Regions from separate parts of the Columba livia genome. Here region 1 is linked to region 2. The links are chromatin contacts, called in public Hi-C maps. All regions are on one chromosome and are shown on one strand. Each heading gives the region's core, a stretch centred on a gene start, on an enhancer-like site or on the middle of the called end of the contact. The rest is flanking DNA. Distances are from core to core; before and after follow the strand shown.

Region 1 (6,486 bases), core at 892-3,391, 200 kb after region 2:
TAGGGTACACATTTTTGCAGAGACCAGAGCCGACACAAGCTGCTGTCCTGGGTCAAATCAACATTTTTGATTGCTTTGAAGAGATTACTGCACACTGAGACACACAGAGACATCCCGTCCAGAACACAGAAAACAAAGGATAAGAGTTCTGGTTTAAAGAATAATATTTTTAAAAAATCAGGTGCCATATGGAACTATTACTGTGAAGAAAACTTGTCTTGTTCTTTCATGCATTTCCTACACTCCATAAATACCCCATATACATGGAGGGTTCGTCAGGTGCTCCTCAAGACCAGTGGAGAACACGTTTGCACTGTCTTTGTTCACATTCACACACCAACTTGCCTCTGTTGATTTCAGGTGCTTTTCTCTCTTTGGCTTGTCTCACAAAATACTGGATATAAGGGTCCTTCCAGTAACCAACACTCACAGCAAACCTGTCCAGTAGAGAGGAAAAAGAAAATGTAAGAGAAATATGAGACAAAGCCACCAAGACTGACTCTAAAGGATACACAGGCTGAAAAAGTCACTCTCTGACCCAGGTGTGCACATGCAGACAAGGTTTAAAAACCCTGTTGAATTGGTGCATTTATTTCAATTAAGAAGTTACAGAAAACCTAGTAACAAATGTTGGTTCTTGCCATATTAAACAATCATCTTTTTAATGGTCTGCATGCTGTTCAATGAACTGTGAGTGAAGGCCCTACTACCTCCAATACATCCTCCCTGGGGACCCAGCTAAGAGAGGAACTGCCTGAAGTTCCTCAGACTGCACACAAAGCACGTGTTACTTCTACAGATCATTATGCTACAAGCTGTTTGCACTTACTCCAGATCTTCTACATGTCTCTTTAACACAACAACAGTGCTATGCTATTCTAGTAGAACTTATTAGTTTTACAATGGATTTGAAAAGGTAAACTCTCAAAAACAAACTCAGCCACCCAACAATTTGCTGCTACACCACCAGCAAAGCTCAAAACAAACCAGCGGCAGCCACAGATGTTAAACTCATGCCCCGGCATAACAGAGAACCAAAACTCCTGGCCCTCCCAGCACCCACCCTCCAGGAGAGGTGAAGTAAAGAATTCTGAAAAATATCAATTTTTTTCCCCCTGGATATTAAACATCACTGAAATTTCTGACCACCACTGTTAGCCAGTGTAATTCCAGCTATCACTGTGTGCTGCTTAACAAACAAACTCCCTACTGAAAATTGGGTGGGTGCTTATTAACAGGAGTGGGGCAGTTCAGGGCAAAGCCGATGGGCAGAGGTGCCCGTGCGGGTGAGCAGCCCAGATCCCACAACCCATCTTGGGGACACTGTGCCCCTGCTGGTCCGTTTGTCCTCCCGCCCCAGCCCCACTCCCTCCGGGCACACGGCTCCAGCTGGGCCTCCCCGGCCCCAGTTACGCTCTCAGCCTCGGTACAGCCAAAAGACACCGGTGGGCACCTGGGAAAAGGGACTCCCTCCCCTTCCCTCCCCTCTTCTCTCCTCCAGCCCAGCTTCCCGGCGCCCGGTCCGTGTTCCACCGCGGCCCGGTGCGGGAGGACACCGGAGGGGCCCGGCCCACCGCATCCCGCCGCTGCCCCCAGACACCACTACCGTTTGCAGACAGACGCGTCCTCGCACGTGCCCCGGACCGCCTCATCCGCCTCGTCGAGTCCAGCGGCAGAGAGGGGGTCGCGGGCAGCGGCCGCCATGGAGGGCTCGGGGCTCAACCGCCCGCCACTGCCGCCACCGCCCCTAGAGCCTGCCCCCCGCCACCCCTTATTGGGAGGCCTCCGCAGCGCGGCCCGCCGGAACCCGACGATTGGCTCACAGCCTCATCCATTCCCACAACACCCAATGAAAGAAGGCAGGCTCAACCGCCCCGCCCAGGAAGCGGCGGTGGTGCCGCACGGGAGGCCGGGAGCAGTAGTCTTGGGAAACGCCCAGCGGTAACGCCGGGGGGGGGTGAGGAGGGGGTTGGACCCCGGAGCTGTCGGCTCCGGGATGGGTGGTCCCCGCTAACCGAGCCCGGCCCAGCTGCCGCTCCTGAAGCAGCAGCGCCCCTCGCTCCTGAGAAAGCGGCAGGCAGAGGAGCCGCCCCCGAGCTGCGAAGAGCCGACATCCGGGTTCCCGGCCGTCCCGCCCCTCCCGGAGCCCTGGCTGTTCTTCTGGTGGTGAGGGCGGGGCCGGAAGCGGTGGTGGGTTCCGGTGTGGGCGGGGCCGGCGGCAGCTGCAGGGAGGAGGTGGAGGCAGGGGCCGCGCTCTGGTGGCGGCGGCGGAGCAGTGGGTGCCCGGCGGGAGGCCGGGGGAACGGCCGCCGCCATGAAGAAGCAGTTCAACCGCATGAAACAGTTGGCCAACCAGACCGTCGGCAGGTGAGCGATGGGGCCAGGGAGCCGGCGTGGGCGGCGGCTCCGTTTCTCCGTGCGAAGCGGCTGCCGGGGAGCGGGTGGAGGCTCAGCCGCAGTCCCGGCGGGGCAGGGGGCCCGGCCCGGTGGGGATTCCCGCGCTGCTCCCGAGCGGGGCCTTTTGGGGAAGAAAAGCTTGTGTCAGTTCGGGAAGCGCCTGGCGGGACGGGGCCCTTTACTGCTGGCAAATTAAAAAAAATAAAAAAGGGCAATAAGGAGTTTGTGGTCATCGGTTTTGCCGCCGGGAGCGGCCCGGGGCGGCCGGGCGGGTGTGTCGGTCCGTCGGTCTCCGGAGGTACCGGGGTCTCCGGTCTGTCCGTCCGTGTGCTCAGTTCCAGCTCCCGCAGCCCATGAACCGGAGCCCGTGCGGGTGCCCGGGGGGTCCGCAGGGGCTCCCCATGGCCCTCAGTGCTATTTGCATCGGGCGCTTCCTGCCTGGGGTTTTGTGACTTTCAGTTCCTTTGTTACTACGTTAATACTGAATTATTTCGTCCTTTTCTCACTCTTCTTCACGTTTAAGGCTTCAGAGAGTGCATCCTCTGTGACTTAACTTTAACAAAAATAACAGCAGCCTCACAGGTGTCACTGCCAGCGGCTCCCAGGGCTCTGATGTCTGGAAAGTCTTTAGCCTGATCCTGTGGAAACAAATCCGTGCACAGACACAGAAGCGTCTGTCCGCCTGTCTGTCCACCCACCGCCCTTTGGGGAGCTGGAAACGCAAATGTAACTTCACTGCGTTTCTAGGGCAGTTCTGCATTTTTTCCCCCAGAAACTGCTCTCTGCTTTTGGTGAAGACTTAGTCAGAAACTAAGAAAGTGCTTTCAGTACTTTTACTGAAAGTATAAACTTTCATGTTATCTGAGTTTATACTTTCATGGCCTCCACTTCAATAAGTCATTTAATACAATGTTTATTTTCTTTGGGGCCTACACACATATAAAACAGGTCAAGTGTGTCAGCTAAGAATGGCTAAGTAGCAGATTTTTTTAATAGTGTATTTGTTTTGCTATAGGAGAGAGCATAACTTCCAAACCAGTCTGGTGTCCTCATTTTATATAAATTAATGGATTTTTTTAATATGCATATTCTTGAAGTGATTATTGCTGTTCCATTTTGCACGTGTTAGGCCTGCAGCTCCAAATCCCAAGTGGAATTTCAAGTAATCTGCTCTGTACTGAGTGGGATAAACATCTCAAGGTGCTTTCTACATCAAGGGGAAACTGAGAATGAAATATGGAGCAGTGTTTATGGTTGTGTGCGGGCTGGGAGGCTCGCAGTGACCTTTGCCTGCCTGCAGCTGAAGCTCTTGGTGCTCACGGGCGGCTCTCAGGGTGTGGTTGTCTGCGCTCCATTATTATTCAGGTTTCTTTGCCAGGTAATCTGCTGGTGCCTTGGCATCTGCGTCCCCAGTGTTGAGATTTTTTTTAGTTTCATTAAAATACGGACAAGTACCTGCAATTGTTTTCCATTAAAAACTACTTAATGACACTGACTCATTTTTATAAGCTTAATATTAATTAAACTCTGTTTCTCTCCTGTTTTAGTCAGCGTTAAATACAAGCATGTCCTTAGTGGTTCTGTCTCTGCTTGTAGTGTGTTTTTTAATAATAAAGTATCTTAAGTTAGTTGTATGGATTCTTTTATTCTTTTATTTCAATTGAATAGAGGAGAGTAATCTCTGAAAAGTGAGGGTAATCGTAGAGTTTTGACCAGTGCTTGTTGCCTTTTTCACATAGAAATTATGTTCTCATGTTTGTAAGTCCTTTGAATGAAGCAAATTGACAGTTCTAGGGGTTGGTTTATGTAGTTTTGGTACAACAATGTGGTACTTACTTTTTTGTTGCTGATCTTGATATTTGTGTCTTTCCAAGAAAGAAAATATTTATAGAAAAATATTTATTTGATTGTAATCATTTTGATCACTGTAAATCTGCGTTAATTCTGCTGAAACTCAGGAAACTTGGTTTATGGCTGCGGTTTGGGCATGGGAGGCGACGAAACGAAGCTGGGAGGTTTGTGTTGGCTTTCGCAGTGTGCGATCACTGGGATGTGTGTGACGTGGGGTCAGAGCAGTAACTCCTCAGCAGGAAAAATCAGCTGGTCAAGAGCTTCATTAAAGCAGAGGAATGGCACTTCTGGGCAGCCTGTGTGTCTGCATGGACAATGTTACATAGAATTATGAAACTAATGTAGGAAACTAATTAAAGAGGGGATTAGCTGAGTGGAACAGGATTCCACAGTAATTAATAGATGGGTTAAATATTTTGCAGTAGTTATCTTGTGGATGTTGTTGGATGCCTGAAGACAGGTATTCAATATGCCACCGAGTACTTGATGTGTTTGACAGATTGGTGGTAGGTGCTGCAAGTGTGCAGGTGTTTCTGCGGAGGGGGAGAACTCGAGCTCCGGTTAACTAGTAAAGTAAAATATCAATTATTTGTCTATGTGAGCCTGGAGGAACGGGGGAAATGAAACAATATCTTTTGCCTTTATTGGAAAGTGGCAGCGCGAGCCTGGGTTGCTGTGGTTTGGTGTCAGCTGGTGTTGGCTGCTGCACAGACTGTCCCAGCCTGGGCCACCCCTAGCCGGGAGGTGGCACTGAGACTGTCCAGGGGTGGCCTCAGTTGAGTCCCGAGCTGTGGATCTCGGTGTGAGCACGGGAATCTTGCATCTACTCAGTGACGATTGTTACATACACATGAGCTGAATTAACACATCAGAATAAACTGGCATCTTGACCATGATGGATATGCAGCTAATCACACACAATAACCAGCTCAAGTCTGATTTTATTTTTGAGTTACATCCAAATTTCAGCATAAACAACTGGAAACAGCTTGAAACTTTTAGTTAAGTTTGAAAAATTAAGTGGGGGAGGGTGGAGAAGAAAAGAACAACCTTCATTTTGAACTTCATGATTTTTAGATGGCCTGTGATTCCTGAGAAGCTGTACGCTGACATTGCCCTTAATGGAATTTATGCATTAATTCCTTTAAATCCTCATGTCTTTTGAGGACCAAGGCTTGTGCCCACAGTTCATTTTTCCGGACACACATTTCACGTGTGCTTTATTTGGGCAGAGTGAAATGAAAGGCTTTAGTAGGTGCTGGTTCAGCAATGTGCGGGGCGAGGGGCTGGTACCTCCTTGGGCCGCTCATTGCAGCAGAACGGAAATTGTTATATTGTGCGTGGTGTCAACAAGGTAATTCTTCAGATATCTATGAGTGCTTGTCTTATAGTTTTCATGCCCTCTTATAAATTAGGGAGGGAGACAGGTTTTGAATAGAAGCTCAGGAAGTGTTCTGCTGTAGCAGTCATCTCTAATGAAAATAGATGTTCAGAGGTCTTGTCATTAAAGGCTTTCAAATGATGCTCTAATAATCATTTGAACTACATAGCTAAGTAATTATATGAGGAATGAGTCCACAGAGGTGTATCATGCTGTTTACTTACAGAAAAGCAGGTTGGTAATTAATGACACTTATTATGCTGTCTAACGATTTTACATGAGTGGGCCTTTCCTGCCTCTGGGGACACCACTAGTAATGTTGTTCCCATCAGTTTCTTTCCTCAGCTTTTAGGTGCAATGGGCAGAGCACCATACGGATTGAAATGATTCCAGCCAGCTGGTCTGCAAGGTTTATGTCCAATGCAGTCAGCTCAGATCCCAGATACACTTTTTGTGTTCCCAGGAGAGATTCTCTACCTGCCGCAGGCTCTGCGGTCATTTGAACCAGGGACAAGCAGATCTGACTAACCAGAAATCTGGAAGAGACCACAAACACCTTAGAGAGATGGGTTTTTCTGCAAGAAGCAAACTTACTATAGCTTCTTTGTTAGTTTTCTACTGTTTAAATACAACTTCTGGTACACAGATAGGTTTTTCCAGGCCTTGTACCCAGGACATTACTGTGACTCAACAGAGTATTCGAACGTATCTTTTAATAGCTCATGCCCTGCATAAAATTTACTATGCTAAACTATATTTAGTATTTCTTCAAGCCGCTTGGCAACCTGTAAGTTGGAATAACATAATTTTTACATTAAAATAAGTTATGTTAAAGGGACTATAACTGAATGATTGTG
Region 2 (6,891 bases), core at 2,752-5,251:
GCCACTCCAGCATGACTGGGATCGCAACAGCAATGCTGGAGATAACGCGGTAAACGAACCAAACGGAGTCTGCCCCGAGCACCTGGCCAAGGGCCACCAACCCAGCTGGCAGCACCATGAGAGGTCCCCAGCCTGCTGGGGACAGCCCGTGCATGGGATCCACACCATGGGTTTTAATGGGTACATGGATTACCCTCAACTCTACCAAGGAAACACGAACCCCAGACCCTTTCTGAAAGCTCTACAGAACAATGCTGCACAGCAGCTCAGGAATTAATTACGCTCTGAGGTGTAACCAAAGTAACCCCCCAGACTGGCACTGAACACAACAGTGCATAGTGACGGGCAAGCTTTAAAACTTGCTTAAATGCCTTCTCTAGAAGGTTAAGTTTGCAGAGTCTTGAAGACATTCCAGTAGACAGACATCAGCCAGGAAGCCAAATGATTTCAGTCCGAGTTCTCATGAGTTTGAAGATACCACATCATGGCACTACTAACACTGACAAGCACATGTTGCAAGACTGAACTCAAACAGGTTCTAAGTTTAAGAGACAGTCTTAGAAGAGCAATATTCTTCCTCTCAGCTCAGAGCTTCTTCCAGCTCAGAGTCCCATTCTTGGTTTAATATTTTTCTTTTGTATTTTGCCTGGGAAGCAGAATAGCACATTCTCCAAGTATTTTGAGTCAGAATGTTACAGGGCAGGAAAGAGAACTCAAGAAACCTGAGTTCTGGAGTCTGCAGTTCTTCCACAATATTGTCAGAACATCTATTATAAGAGACAGGTAAGAAATTCAGATCAAATTAAAAGGAGGCAAGTTTAAATGCTTCATTCTTGAGTTAAGGCTTTTTGAAGGGAATTCTACCTTTACAGGACGTACCTCTATAGTAAGCATTGAAAAGGACACCCCCCACTTTTTAGAGCGGGTTCCAACCATCCATTTTGCCTTCCCAGCATCTTAAGAAAAGTCCATCATGTTACATTGATACTTAAAATCCTGCTTACTTTGAATTTATATTAGCATTGCTTCTATTACCAGATTTCCATTAGGAGAAGCACCAGTACTCAAAAAGCTCTGAACAAGCAGGCCACCCAAGCTTCACTTTGTTCTTTCCAAGTTCATTTTCACATTCAGTCAGGATTCCTGCACAGGCTAAGTTATAAAAAACTAAAACTTTATGGCCACGTGTAAGAATTCCAAACATCCCACTCAGGCAGAATATCCTGGTCTAGTTTTTTTCCTTTATCTTTTGAAGATGAGTTTTAGGATCTACATCTGATTAATAAAAAGTGAAATTTATGGTTATGTGCATAAACCAAAAATTTGGCATTTTATGTATTGCACTGAAACATCTTCTCTAGCTTTGCTCTGAACACTACTGGGGGATTTTCACATTTCCACATGAAAAACACCCCTATTAAAACTTCAGTAAGCACCTGTGTCACTAATACATAATTTGAAATTTTCTACTCATTTTACAAAGGTCCAAGTGCAACACAACCCACCTACCGGTAGGTAGGTCCCTGTCAAACAAGCGCGATGCTCTTTAAAGCATGAAAGACATTTCTTTACCTTCACCTTTAGGTAACACCACATTTAACATGACCTAGTGAAGCAGATACTTTTTCTTCAATGGATTCTGATTAGGTAGAAAAACAATGCAACACACTCCGTAAAGCTGGTATTGTGTGTATTACAGTAACACTTTATGGGGTAACATATTGATAATCAGAATTTTTTCTAAACACTTCACTTTTCGTTCCTCATCTGCTCCAACGGAATCTCCACGTTTGGCCTATTTGAAAACATTTTTCTTTGAGTGATACTAATTGGGCTCCACTGGTTTCTGAACCCACTCAACACTCTGGTTCTCAGCCAGTTTGACACAGACCCCGCAATCCCAGCAGGGCCATCAGCCCCAGCCACCCAGCCCGCTGCCATTTGGGAACCTGAACTTACACGAGCAACTGAAGACAAAACTCAGACGCTTCTGCAGCAAAACCCTCGCAGCAAATTAAACACTTTCCAGAAGTTTTTGATCATTTTAGTCACTACTACTAGAAAAATTCAAGACTTCTGAAATGTACCTACGAATGTTGTGCAATCTAATGGCATCCCCAAGACTCCCATCATAGTGCTGGTAAGTTTTTTTGACAAATATTCTGCAGAACATTGGTTAAATATCTGTACATAAACACCAAGCTTTCAGTCCAACCACTTTAAAGGCCAGGGCTGAACTTACAGTTACTGCAGCGTACTTACTATTGTGTTTAATACATGAAACAGGAAAAGGAAAAAACCCACTAGCACAGATTTTAAAGAAAAGGCTATTGTAAGAGCATCACAGAACTACAGGAAAAATGTTTAAAGAATGAAGACACTTTATAATTATTTTTATTTCTGGAAAGTCACATTGCAAAGTCTTTAATTGCATTCAAACCTATCAAGATGACAGATGACCAAACCAAAATATCAAGTAATATGGAACCATTATAATCTCTGAGAATCAAACACCATTTATAGATTTATAATAATTCATAACTTCTCTAAGAACATTTCTTACATAAATTCACCATAAACGTTCTGCCGTAAAACCTCAGTATTGCCTTGATATGGTTAACACAAACCACCAAGAACAAAAAAAAATGCTGGAAATTAATGATTAAATGATTCTCAACAGCATCTGAATGACAATGGCTTTTGTGTAGAAAAGAAGTTATATTAACAAGAAACTCCAAAGTATAATTTCAAAACAGAGAACGTTCATGGGTGAGATGGCTTTAAAGGGTCTGTATAAATTCGAACTCTCAGATACACTCTTGATCCGAACTGCCGCTAGCGAGCAATTTCTGCAACAGGCACAAAACCAGTTTTCCAATGAAGTGGAGTAAAAGAAGTTGAAAACAAAAAAAAAAGTCACAAAAAAACCACTTTCTTCAAATGAGCCACTGTTTTATTTCTATAACTTCCAGCCACGAGATTTCAAAGAAATCTGACAAATTTCTTGTCGTTGCGATAACCTCTCACATTTCTTCATCATTTTACATAGAATTATTCCAGGAACACCACACTTTTACAAGCACATGTCGCACATCAACCACGTATTCTCCGCGTCCAACACACCGATCCGGAAGGAGCCGACGGAACAGCAGCTATAGAAGAGCTGCTCTGGGGGGGCCCCAGCACCGATCGTGCCCCAATCGCGTCCCCGCTCCCCCCCGCTCCCCGCCGGGCCGGTCCCCGGGCTGACTCACGCTCCGCGGGGCCGGCCCCAGCGCACAGGCCGCCCGGAGCGGCCCCGGGCCCCGCGCCCGCCGCCCCACGCACCTTCTTTGGTCTGGGCGTTGGTGATCTGCAGGTCGCAGTCGGCCGCCTTCAGCTTCTCGCGGCCCATGATCTGGCGCTTGAGGTCGCACAGGGAGATGTGCAGCCCGTCGAAGGTGACCGTATCATAGTTCAGCTTGGACGAGAACTTGTAATGGACGCACGACATGGTCGGGGCCGGGCCTGCTCCGCGCCGGCGGCACCGCGGGCTCCGCGCCGGTCAGGGCCCGCGGAGGCGCGGGAAGGGCCCACCGAGGGGACGGGGTAAGCGGCGCGGGCTGAGCTCGGGTAAGCCGGCGGCGCTCAGAGGCCGCGGCCCTCCGCCATGACCAGGCCCCGCGGCCTCAGGCAGACTCGGCTGGCGGAGGCCTCAGGACTCCATCGCGGCGGCGCTGCAAGGCCCCGGCCCCCGCAACGGCTCCGGCCCTCAACGATCGAGCTGGGCCGCGGTTGCACCCTCCTGGCTCCCCCTCGCAGCCCGGGCGGACGACGGGGAGAGGCCCCCGCGGCCCCGGCTCGGCCTCCGCGCCCTCTCCCGCCCGCAGCGCTACCAGGCCCGAGCGCTCGCTATGGCGGCTGGGCCGGCCCTGCCCCTGCGCTGCGCCGAGGGGTTTCCCGGCCGCCAACCGCACGGGCCGCCGCCAGCGCCTCCCGCGCAGGCGCACCGGCAAGCCACGCCCCCCGCGTGACCCACCACATCATGACAAAAGGCTCGCGTCACGTGGGTGCGGCGGCCCCGCCCTCTGGGTCCGAGCGCCCCCTAGAGGAGAGCAGGTACCTCCGGCGTCACCTCCCGGGCCCGTCACCCCCCGGCCCGCTGCTGTCCCCGCCGTCCCCCGGCCTGGCGCAGTCCGGTGTCCCCGCTGTCCCCCCCAGGCTGTCACCTGCAGCAGCGCAGGACAGATCCTGGGAGCTTGTTGGAACTCACGATGACAAAAATGCCAGAAAAAAATGCTGTGATATATATCGTGGTGTCTGCATCTTAAGATATCCCATGAGAGCACGACTGACGGGATTCTCAGGCAGTGGTGCTGCTGGCACAGCTGAGCATCCCCCCTAATCCGCCCATGTCCAACGGGCAGGGCAGCTCTCAGGGGCCACACACGTTCTCTTCGCCAAGGGAAGGACGGTTAGTCTGGACTAGAAATGAGAAAAAATTAATTAGAACAGGGAACAGAACTTGAATGGGAACGAGGACATTAAATGCTGTGTGTAAACAGCAAAATAAACCACACGAGGACAGAAAAATCATTATAATCTTATAGTTTTAATTAAGCAGTCAATGACGGCAACTTATCTATTAATGTTTTATTATGCAGATTATTGCTTTTGGTAAAGGAGCTATTTGTTATTTCTACAAATCTATGATGCACACTTTACTTTCCAGGCACCTAAGTTTTTTACAAGATCAAGTAATTTACAGATGACATGTTTCTGTATGAATCCTCATTTTCCCTTTGCCAGTTATTTGCCCTCTAATACACTGCAAAAAAATTAATTATACAATTAATATTAGTCACTTTCTTGTGGATTTAATATTTTTATTAATGTCGTGATTAAACCCCTGAGTCTTTAAATTTATGTACTGAATGCATGTCCAACCCATTTGTTTGAACTTACAAAGTACAATCTTTCACTATCAAAATATGTATTTTCTAATCCTCTGGCTGTAGGTCTTTGCAGAGAAAACCTTTCAAACATCAGCTCATGCAACTCTGTCTCAAACAAATCAGTCCAAAGACAAGTAAAAACAGTGAAGACTAACAGGCTTCAAAAACACACTTCTTGTCTAAAAATTTAGGCTAGGAAACTTCTGATATCTGAACCCTACAGGAAACTTTTAGGGGCTTCATCCACCCAGGGAAAAAAAGGATCTGCATGAACAAGGGGACTATCAGGCACATGGAGTCTCCAAATGACACAGATTCTGGGGTGAGCAGATTGTCTTTGGTTTAGTTCTCAATAATTAGAGCATGTCAGCATCCCCAGATTCCCCGTTTTACACCAAGTGGTAGCGTATGGGAGGTTGCTGATGGCTTGACGCCTCCTGCCCATCCCCGCCCTGCCCAGGCTTAATCCCGCTCCTGAGCCCAGCCCAACCTGCTGGGCTGCTTCTCCAGCATTTCAGCCCAAACGGCCTGACCTGGTGATGCCCCTGGTCATGGCGGGGGTTGGACAAGATGACCCAAACCATCCTGTGATTCATCTTATGTAATAAAGAAGGTTTGACACAGCTGTTAAGTGATGTTTACCACACTCAACAGAAATGCTCACGTCATAGCAATTAACTTGCTGTTGCAGCACTGTACTCTCAGTAACCCACATTTATAACTTCAAAAAACAAATTTGGACCCTCCTAGGGAGGCAAGAAAACACCCTGTGGCGTTCAGAGGGACCTGGGTTATAGTCTGAAAGTCATTCAGGAGAGCATCATCCATGCTTCGTGTTCTTTGCACACCTGTTGACATCAAGACTATTTTTGCAGCTTTAAGTTAGTTCTGTAATTTTAGCTCTTTCGCTTTCAAACACATTCAACAGTAAATTGTTCTCTAAGTTCTGAAAAACAACCTAAAAAGTTACCCAAGTTTTGTTGTCACTGTTTTAGGTCATACGCACACATTAGTTAAAAAAGAGTAACTATTTGCTTTAAAATGCAGTTCCAGTGTTTTACCATCATGAATTATTAGGAGCTGTGTAGGGAACTTCATCTCATTTAGCACTTGAGCGACTTAGAAGCAGCTCATCTAGTACAGTTCTGCCGTGCTGTACTGAGCACCGTTTGCTGAGCACAGCTGTCTGTGCTGCTTTGATTCTGAAATATGGCAGTGCTTGGACCGGTGGCCAAGACAGGATCAGTCTGTGATCAGTCCTGCGTGTCTGCACAGAACCTGCTGTGCAACTGAACCATACAAAAGAAACAAACATAAAACCCCCTCAAAACTAGGACGGACAAATGATTTCTGATAGCTCCCAAGCCACGCAAGCAAGTCTCTTGGAACAGGACATGCAAATAAGCAGGTTGGCATGGGGGAAGGTTTGTATTTGCATTTCCTGCTTCATTTTGTTTCGTCAGGAGCAAAGACTCTGCTGCTGGAGCGACCAGAGAGCCTGGCTCCAGTTCTGCTGGAATATTCACATTGTTCCCCAAGTCACATTGCTGAAGCTTGGTGTCATCAGGCCAGCGCCCCAGGTAGCATGGCTGCTGTGGGCACGCACTGGTTAGAGCTAAGCTTTAATTAACGATGACAGTGTCATTAATACGCTTTAAAAAACCCCAGGCTAACCCCACACCCCAAGCTCTGCCTCTTGCCTGCTCCTGCTCTCTCAGCTGCTCCACGCTCCGTGTGTGTGCACCACAGACACGTCCAACCGTGTCTCACCACCACAGCACATCAACTTATTACCACTGATAAGTTATTACATTTTGAGCACAACGCTCAAAACTTGGAGCCTAGAGGGTGGTAAAAGAAGGCATCTAATTAGACAAGAGGAATGTCATGCAAATTATTTCTTTCCTAAGACAATAGTATCAGTCGAGAAAGAAATCCAGGCTCTTCTTTATCTTTG

The links. Hi-C and Micro-C count contacts between places; a contact is called where the count stands out from the background.
Region 1: a contact with region 2 is called in a Hi-C map of liver, with 3 times the contacts expected there. The contact joins the promoter of LCMT1 here to the promoter of RBBP6 in region 2. A contact is called at or near these places in 2 of 2 Hi-C or Micro-C datasets (crop and liver).

The regions. Positions count from the first base shown.
Region 1 is chr15:11,099,233-11,105,718 of bColLiv1.pat.W.v2, forward strand. It overlaps LCMT1 (leucine carboxyl methyltransferase 1), which reads right to left and starts at 2,142. Exons shown (of 11, transcript XM_065031217.1): 1 at 1,607-2,142; 2 at 346-437. The coding sequence starts at 1,704. It overlaps ARHGAP17 (Rho GTPase activating protein 17), which reads left to right and starts at 2,176. Exons shown (of 20, transcript XM_065031192.1): 1 at 2,176-2,367. The coding sequence starts at 2,315.
Region 2 is chr15:10,896,477-10,903,367 of bColLiv1.pat.W.v2, forward strand. RBBP6 (RB binding protein 6, ubiquitin ligase) reads right to left here and starts at 4,002. Exons shown (of 16, transcript XM_065031158.1): 1 at 3,328-4,002. The coding sequence starts at 3,493.